Linked DNA regions of Gossypium hirsutum: all the other regions are linked to region 3. The links are chromatin contacts, called in public Hi-C maps. All regions are on one chromosome and are shown on one strand. The core of a region is the stretch at or near the end of the contact, and the rest is flanking DNA. Distances in the headings are between cores, read along the strand shown.

Region 1 (2,800 bases), core at 222-2,721, 380 kb before region 3:
ATTTGTAGCTGAAATTTGTCTATGAATTCTTTCGAGTTTCAGGGGCTGTTATATAACATTTTCCCCTCCTTATTTAGTTTAGGATTAACTAGATATTTCAGTTTCTGAAGTGAACCGAGTTGTAGCGTTGTTATCTACTAAGATCCTTGCATGGATTTGAATCTCACTAAAACCAAATTTTAAAATTTTTCCTTAATGAGCTTTAAGCACTCTCAATAAACTCTCCGAATCAATCAGAGACTTAAATTCCTCTCAACAGTTACGTGTTTTCTTCTTTTTTTAAAGTTGGAAAAATGATGCGCATGTATTGTTGAATGTTGCATAGAATGTAAGAGTTAAGCATATATGTGGGGGTGGATCCATTAAACCCCATGTTTGTAACATAATAACGGAGACTATGAAGGAAGGTAAATGTACCTCTCTCATATAAAAACATATGATTAATAAGTTCATTGGGCTTTGTTACTCTTTAAATGCAAAATTTTATACTCATTATTAGACATTATTAGAAAATTACAACTAATTTTTTCCGGCAATAGTAATGATTTAGTACCACAAATTCTGCAGTTTTGGGTGTTTTCACAGCTTTAACTAACCATAGACCAACTAAAATACATTCCTAGATGGTTGCAATTACAAAGTAAATGAACACAAACGTGAGAGAGATTCTCATCCATCAAATCTGTATGTTTACTCAGATCCATGCTAAACAGCTGACGATATATGTTCAGCAGCCGTATCATCCACGAAGCTTACCGATACTTCCCCCTACCAATATCGAAACACAGAGTGGAAGTTGGTGATCCAATGGCTGCAGTATCAACTTCATCATCTGGGGTCAAAAATCGACTCCTCTTCTGGTATTTTCCGGGTCTTATTGCAAGAAACATTGGTGAAGAAGAAGAAGGAGGAGGTGATGTAGGCACTAGACTGCTGGTTTTCTTCAAACTGATAATCTTTGGGAACAATGCCTGGAAAAGACCAGATCTTGAGTGCTTATTCTTGATGGGTTTGGAGTTGGAGTTGGAGTTGGAGTAGTATGATGGAGGAGGAGTGAGAGGAGGAATGGATGTATCAGAGAATGTGTATTTGGGTGTCCCAGGCTGAGACTCCCACATGAAAGGGACAGCACCGGGGAGTCCGCCATAGTAGACCCTGAAAGAAGGATTGGCGACAGAGTTTTCCTTAGATAAAAGCCTGGAAAAGAACTTGTCATCTTGCTTAATTTCGAGACTCTTATTATGGGGAAGATGATCAGGACTTGTGGTAAACATCTTGGGATGAAACTTGTGGTGGTGGTGCTGTTTTTGGGGTTTCAGTGATCAATTGGTTTAGGAGATTATATGAAGGAAAAGAATCCCAGAGCCAGAGAGGAAGGCTTTAGGCTTGAAGATCTCTCTACTTTTGGGGTTTATAATACTAGAGAAGCAGGACCAGCAGAAGTGAACTGAAATCATAAGTAAAGATATATCAGAATATTACTTTACATGACTTATCCAAAAGAAAAAGAAAAAAGGCAATATTGCGGTATACATCACCAAAGCTTTTACTCACACTCACACTCACACTCACACTTGTTTAAGGTTTTGTTCAATTTTACTATTACAGTCAATTATTATAAATATTAATTAATTAATTTAATAAATTGATTGAATTCAATTCACGTTAATAACTTTAGATTAAATTTACGCATACGGTGAGATTTAAATATGTGATCTCAAAATTATCAAAGCTCTTTCTTATAAGATTTATTTTCACTTTAACGACTTTGACAATATGATCAATTATTCGAGACTCAAGATTATTTCATTTTCTATTAATGCTAGTAATATACAACAGTTAAATAAAATCTTTTTCTTCTTGAGACCTTTAATATTTTTTTCTCACATGAGAGTTCCAATTAATTCATGTTTATCTACTCTTATCCGTGTAAGGGGAGGGAGAAACTTTTGTACTCAACTACAAAATTTATTTTGTGTTTCGTAATGATTTCATTTTTCTATTAATAGGACTTTAGAGTCTTGATTTATACTGTTCTAATGAATCAACATTAAATTTTAAAACATACATTGAAGATAATATTTTATATTGCTTTTACAGTCAAATCCACTATTATAATTAAGATGACATTTGCCTAAGTATATGATATTTGAACTCAAAGTCAAATACAAATATGTTCAATTTTTTAAACAACTTTTCAGCCGCGTAAACATATATGGGGAATATAAAAATGGTACAATAATTTAAAAAAAACATAGGTACAACATTGTTTTGAAGATTTTTCATAATTTGGTTATGAAAATGGAACCACCTAGGTTTTGTTTTTCTTGAAAGTAGTTTAAGTTAGTGTTGTGCTGTTGGTAAGTTGTATTGAAAGTAGTTGCAAATTGAGTTGCAACTCAAAATATTTAGACGTTATGCTTTTAGCTTCGCATTGATTAACATTCTAGCCAATGACTTGTTTCGGTCGTGGGGCCTTCGCTATTTAAGAAGCTGGTTCAGTATCGGTCAGGGCGTTTACGTGAAGCTCGACCATCAATCACCATTTGGCACTACTGCTGCCGCTCCCACCATCATCAGTTGTCACCATGAATGTCGATTTTTTGGTCAAAATTAATATATAACAATCTTACCAACAGGAAATAAGGTGAGAATGCCTTTTCTTTAAAATTAATATTATAAAAATATCTTCACTCAATATATTAATGGTTAATATTTGATGTATTGGTAGGATATTTTTTAATTTTATAAATGGTTTTAAAATTTTGTTATATATTTCTTTTTTAAAATATTTTTAAAA
Region 2 (3,101 bases), core at 165-2,664, 450 kb after region 3:
TAAAAAAGATGATACATCTTTTATATCTTATATGATGTCTCAATAATTCATTTATACACTCCTGATTCAATATTGCATCATAATTTTGATTAATGACATTAGTTGATAAATCATAAAATATGTCGAAAATACTTGCAAAAATAAATGACCCATTATTTATAAATTATAAAAAAAGGTATTTCAATAATGAAAACCATAAATATCATGGTCAATCATCAACAAACAAATTTCAGACATTATGGATATATCCTCTAGAGTTCAAACTTAATAGTTTGGTTCACTATAAGAAATGTATAGATTATAGGCTAATGGCACTTGCTCGCCTATTTCACACATAAAGCCAGCGGGCGCCATTTTGCTACCTCGGCATAAAACGCTCATGTGCCTTATATAAGTAATATGTCAATTCCAGTTTTATATTAGACAGACACTATAATATTGTCTTAAAACTGGCCTCCTTCAAAAGTTTGTCCGAATTGCCAACCAGCAGGCACTACATTGTAGGCTGTGATAGTCCTGCCATCGCTGGCAGTCACTTTAAAAGAGAGGCTTTGTCCGTTAAGGTAAGCATTGCTCTGCCAGTTTTGGCCCCAATTTCTGGACATAGGTAGCCATCCTGTTCTGGAACCCTTGATGGACACTGACGTTATATCCCCTGCCCCTCCCACGTTCGTTATCAACACCATGTTGAAGTACGAATGTCCATTCATGGTGTACCTGATGCCTCCTTTCTTCACACATGACACCCTGCAAAAGGTCAAACACCCAACAGTTTAACATACCTTAAAGAGTGATGATTTGAATTGAGTTTTATTCACCACCTTCTGAACATAACAGGGACGATTCCAGCTCGATATTCTGCTATCCGCAAGAATGCCGGTTCGGCCAAATCAAAGTGTTCTCGTGGGGGATTGCACCACCCGCCATTGTCACTAGATAAAGCATAGTTAGGTGGACAAAAGTTGGTGGCTGTCACGGTTATGGTTCGACTAATGCACCATTGAGGATCATTGTTGCACCGGAGCTCGTAGCAGGCACCGCAGCTCAAGCCATTGTTGAAAAGTGCAGTGCTCAAAGCTGCTGTGCTCGTTCCATACCCTTGACTGTACAGGTTTCCATAACCACAAGCTCCCCCTATAGAGAACATCACAAATTAAGAACATAGCCTAGAGATTTTTATGTAGGTAATGCCGTAATGGTTTGAAAGTTTGAAACTCACCCATTGTGCCGGTAGCATCAGCACCACCGTAGAAGGTGGCATGGGCAGTTTGCCAACCACCATTGTCATCTCCATTAGCACCAAGGAAAATGGAGTTGCAGACACTGAACAAAAAGAAGAAAAGTGGAAATATTTGCAACATCATCGTTTTGGTTGCCATTTGAGTAAGAGCTAGCTAGCTCAAACAATTGGCTGACCTAACCTTATTGATTTGAGGAGAGAAAAAGTGTATAGCTATTTATACAAAATGAGAAAGAGTTTGTAGTACAGAAGATGACAAGCAACGCTAAGTACCGTACGTAGCTAATTAAGTGGTGAAAGAGTACAAATTTGGAGGATAATTAAGGCTTAAGCTATACATTAAAAGGGCACATGCAAAATTTTAATCATAGATATGATGGTATCCAGTATCCATTATTTGCTCAACGACTTGTTTTAATGGATATAAATATAGATGGATGGAAACATAATGTTTAATTAAACCATAACAATGGCGGAAGGTTGAGCGAGGGGTTATTCCAGCGCAGTCTCCTAATTGCTTGCAATTGAAGCCACTTGAAACAAAACTAAAAAAATCTCATTTAACTCCAGCCAACCACCTCAACCATCGGTGGAGTTACACTTTACCAGTTAATTCCCCTATCATTTGAAGTTGGTAATAGTGAATGGTGATGAGTAGGTTCATTTTCAGTCAGCCAATCAGACTCAGGTTTTTCGTTTTTCACAAGCGCCGATCAGGGAAGGACTGAAGGTGAAGAAGTCGCCATTTTCTAGAATACAATTTTCTTGACTTTCTGAAAATAGAAATTGTTCTATATAAGATGATACGTACTAAAAGTTTCTATTACTTCATGAAAGTTATTTTAACAGGGGTAACTAACTCTTAGTAAGTTTTCCTCGGTTAACTTATTAAATTATTGAAAATTTTTCATTTAAATTAGTATATTGTTAAAATTGTTATTGTGTGGTCTTCTTTGTTCGCACTGTTTGTGCCAATCAAAAGATATTTTTTTCCTTCCCTCTTACACTTTAGTTCTTTTTCATGAACCAGCTTTGAAGTCATAAATTTATGAATCAAAATCCAAATATTTTTTTTCGATTTTCAACACTGACCGTAATATCAACTTGGACCTAATGTATATTCTATTTGTCAATAAGTATAAATCCATTGTATCACTTATCGAATCGTAGCTTGGAACTTGCTAATCGAATTTTTAAAAAAAAACTTAATAGCCCGGTGACTTAAATAAAAACTTTTAAATATTCCAGTAACTTAAATGAAAATTTTCGAATAGTTCAAAGACCATTTTTTAACTTTCTGAAATTAAGTGATCAAAACGTAAACTTACTAATAGTTGAGTGCAAGTTACACTTTTAATAACAATAAAATAATAAAATAATAATAATTTAATTAGCTAAAACTAGAGAGGTATTATAGTTTTTTTGAAAAAAAAATTATAACTTTCTAATTTTTTTAAAGTGTCGATGGTCGAAAGTTGATAAATCTTTCAACGTATCAATATTATTTTTGAGGGCTGTTTTCTAATTTTATTGAGAATTTAAGTGACCAAAGAAATTGTATGAAAAAATGACGAGTTTGTCAAATGCCTAAAAAGAGACATCATGTGTCCATGCATGATCATTCACTAAAGAAACCTCAGTATTTGTACTTTATGGGATCCAAAGCTAAACCCATGATCTATACGCTATAAAGCATTTATGGGTTGTAGTATTGTTACCCGCTACCCAGTCACGATTCAGGCCGCGTCTCTTGAGACTTTTGAGTTTTTGGTAGAGTTGAAAACGAAACTTTCATTGGGAATAATATCTATTCATTGAGGGGTGCATTGACTTTGTCTAATCTCTCGCCAATAAATTTACT
Region 3 (2,869 bases), core at 36-2,535:
AGAACATAAAAGAAAAAAAAAGTTAAATTACTCAAAACTAAAAAAATATGAATCAATTGTATAATTTAATCTAAAATTTTTGTTTGAAATAATGATTTAATGTGCCACGTCAACTTACCGTTACACTGTTAATGACAATTAACAACTCAATGACTAAAATGTTATAGCACGTTAATGTAAATGATTAAAACGTAACATTTCAAATATAAATGACTAAAATATAACTTGAAACAAATAAACATAACTATTTTGATAGTTTACGCATTTTATAATGATTTATTCATAAGAAAAAAGTAATAGAAGTTGCAAGGATGAGTCAAGTAGGATTTCCTATTACAATATATTGTTATTTAACTTATATATAATAAATTTATTACAAAAATTTCGTAAACATCTTATAATTTCATCTAAAACTTTTCTATTGTCTTAAATGAATTGTTTACATAAGATACCTTTTTTTGCCCACATTGGATTTTATGTATTTATATCATACTTACTTATATTAAGTTTTTTATTAAGTTAATATCATATTAATTTAGTTGTGAAATTATTAAATTACTCTTTTATATATAAATTAAGATACATTTTTACAAGAGTGTTTTTATTTTTATATATGACAAATAAATAAAAAATTATCCTAATGAGATTTGAACTCAATACAACATACTTAATGAATATTTACTTTACTATTGTAACCGAAATATCAATTAATTTTATATAAAATTTTAATAAATATATTTGATACATAAATTTTTAGGCATATCATGAATATATCATAAAATCTAGTAATGATTTAAAACTTATATATATATATATATTGAAATTTTGGTTTTTCTTTTTAGATAATTCATTAAAATAATATTGTAAAAACTTTCTTTATAAATTAAATAATATAAAATTTTTCCTTGGATACATATAAGCTAACAATTAATTTCGTCAGAAAATTACACCTTTAACATTATGATGTTATGTTAATAACTATTTTGTAAATATTTAGAAAAACGTAGGATGATGGATATGCAAATATAGAAAGTAGTTTTGAAAGGTGAATTGAGTGTGTATGTTTTTGAAAGGTGATTTTATATTGCTTATAAAACAAACTTTCATGTAATGTTAAAAAAAAAATATTCATATAAAAAGCTAAAGGCATGAAATATTGACGACATTTGTTACTTTTTTTAATTATAAATTTTTGGTCAGTTTTTCACTTTCTAAATCATTTTATTTTTAAAAAAAATAACACATGTTTTATTATGTATGAACATTATTTTTGGACCGAATCGAGGAAAGTATAACTGCTGGCCCGTATTCCGTAACAGGCTCAGGCCCCTGGCCTGGGTGGACTCCATCGAAGCAAAAGTTAGAAATGAATAAAAAAAGAAACAAGTGTTGAGTAATTCGGAATTCTCTCGGCGGTGAGAAGAAACGCGGCTGACGAGAACATTGCAGAATAATGGCGTCGCTGTGTCTTTTAGTTTTCCTGTTACTTTGTCTTCCTTTTATTTCCGTTGCTTACAGGCCAGGGGACATAGTTCCGATGAGCAAGATGGGTCAATACCATTCCGTCAGTTGTCTTTTCTTTTCCTTTCTTTTTTTTAAAAATTTTTTAATCTAATTTTGAAGTTAAGATCTCTGAATTTGATTAATTTTAGTCTAGAACTGTTTGGCATGACGTGATCGGGAAACATTGCCCAATTTTTGCCGTTAATCGGGAGGTATTTTTCTTCTTTTTCAATCTTCCCCATTTCTGTTTCTTTTTTGAAATTTTCATTTATATATAAATTAATTTGCAGGTGTTAATTCCTATAGCAAAGCCGACTGGTTACACGGGAGCTGATCCATATAAAATGTAAGACTTTATTCAAATTTATGATTTTCTTAATACAACCTCTTTTTTTTTTTGGCATTAGTTGCAAATGCTAGGGTTTCATAGCTAAACGAAGAGAAAACTGAAACTATCGAATTTAATTACTCAGATTCATGAATGAAATGTTTTTGAGTCCAAAAATGTATTTTCATTCAGCTTTTTTTCGAGTAAGCGTTTTTCATACTCCGAATAATGAGTCTGAGATTCAGACCTGAGCTTTAACTTCTGGGCTCATTTTCTGGTATATTCTTATCCTTTGCTTTCCACTCCTAATTTTTTCTCATAAACTAAGGCCAATAGTTTTTCTTAGCAACTATCTTTTGCTTCTGTATAAAATGTTTTTATAGTTCATAAGTTCAATATTTTTAGAAATTATTATAGTAATCCATGTTTTACAATGTTTGACTCACGTCTAGATCATTCCAAGTTGGGAAGGAGAAGTTTCTTGTTCCTTGGCTTTTTCTTATAAATCGTAAAAGTTCTGAAGTTCCAATGATTGACATGCATTTGGTAAGATATTTTTGTAGCTTTTACCCCTTTCCTTTTGGAAATCGTAACTTCTTGACTGATACATGTCTAGTTATTTTGCTTGATTTGACTGAGTTCTTGTGGTTTCTTTGTCGTTCAGAGGTACTCAGGTGGTGATTTGCACGGTGTCACTGCTAAAATTGTAGATATGCCTCATCACTGTATGTAGTCTTATCTATATGTTTCAGTGTGGTACTAGTTTGCTAACAAATAGAGAAACATGTGAGAGTGTATTAGGAAATTATAATAGTCTACGAATAATTTTCCCAACTAATCCCATAATAAATGTGAAAAAAAAAGAAAATTAAATTGATGAATCAAAATAAGCAATGCCATTTTAGAAAAATTAATTATTAATTGATAGCTTGCAGCAAAGTTGTGGTCAAATTTGTTTTTGGATCAGGAGAGATGTGAGAGTTATTGCTTTTGTAAATAGATTCACAGCTTTGTTGTGTTGTGCATCATTTGTGCATC

Evidence for each region. Hi-C and Micro-C count contacts between places; a contact is called where the count stands out from the background.
Region 1: a contact with region 3 is called in a Hi-C map of leaf, with 1.8 times the contacts expected there. The contact joins the promoter of LOC107896757 here to the promoter of LOC107896750 in region 3. A contact is called at or near these places in 3 of 34 Hi-C or Micro-C datasets (hypocotyl and leaf).
Region 2: a contact with region 3 is called in a Hi-C map of leaf, with 3 times the contacts expected there. The contact joins the promoter of LOC107896748 here to the promoter of LOC107896750 in region 3. A contact is called at or near these places in 17 of 34 Hi-C or Micro-C datasets (anther, callus, hypocotyl and 3 more).

What each region holds. Positions count from the first base shown.
Region 1 is chrA10:86,034,637-86,037,436 of Gossypium_hirsutum_v2.1, forward strand. LOC107896757 reads right to left here and starts at 1,472. Exons shown (of 1, transcript XM_016822023.2): 1 at 545-1,472. The coding sequence starts at 1,274. The coding sequence ends at 753.
Region 2 is chrA10:86,863,536-86,866,636 of Gossypium_hirsutum_v2.1, forward strand. LOC107896748 (expansin-A4-like) reads right to left here and starts at 1,415. Exons shown (of 3, transcript NM_001326844.1): 1 at 1,220-1,415; 2 at 822-1,134; 3 at 133-747. The coding sequence starts at 1,379. The coding sequence ends at 444.
Region 3 is chrA10:86,416,203-86,419,071 of Gossypium_hirsutum_v2.1, forward strand. LOC107896750 reads left to right here and starts at 1,286. Exons shown (of 9, transcript XM_016822014.2): 1 at 1,286-1,564; 2 at 1,653-1,715; 3 at 1,794-1,849; 4 at 2,284-2,377; 5 at 2,496-2,556. The coding sequence starts at 1,454.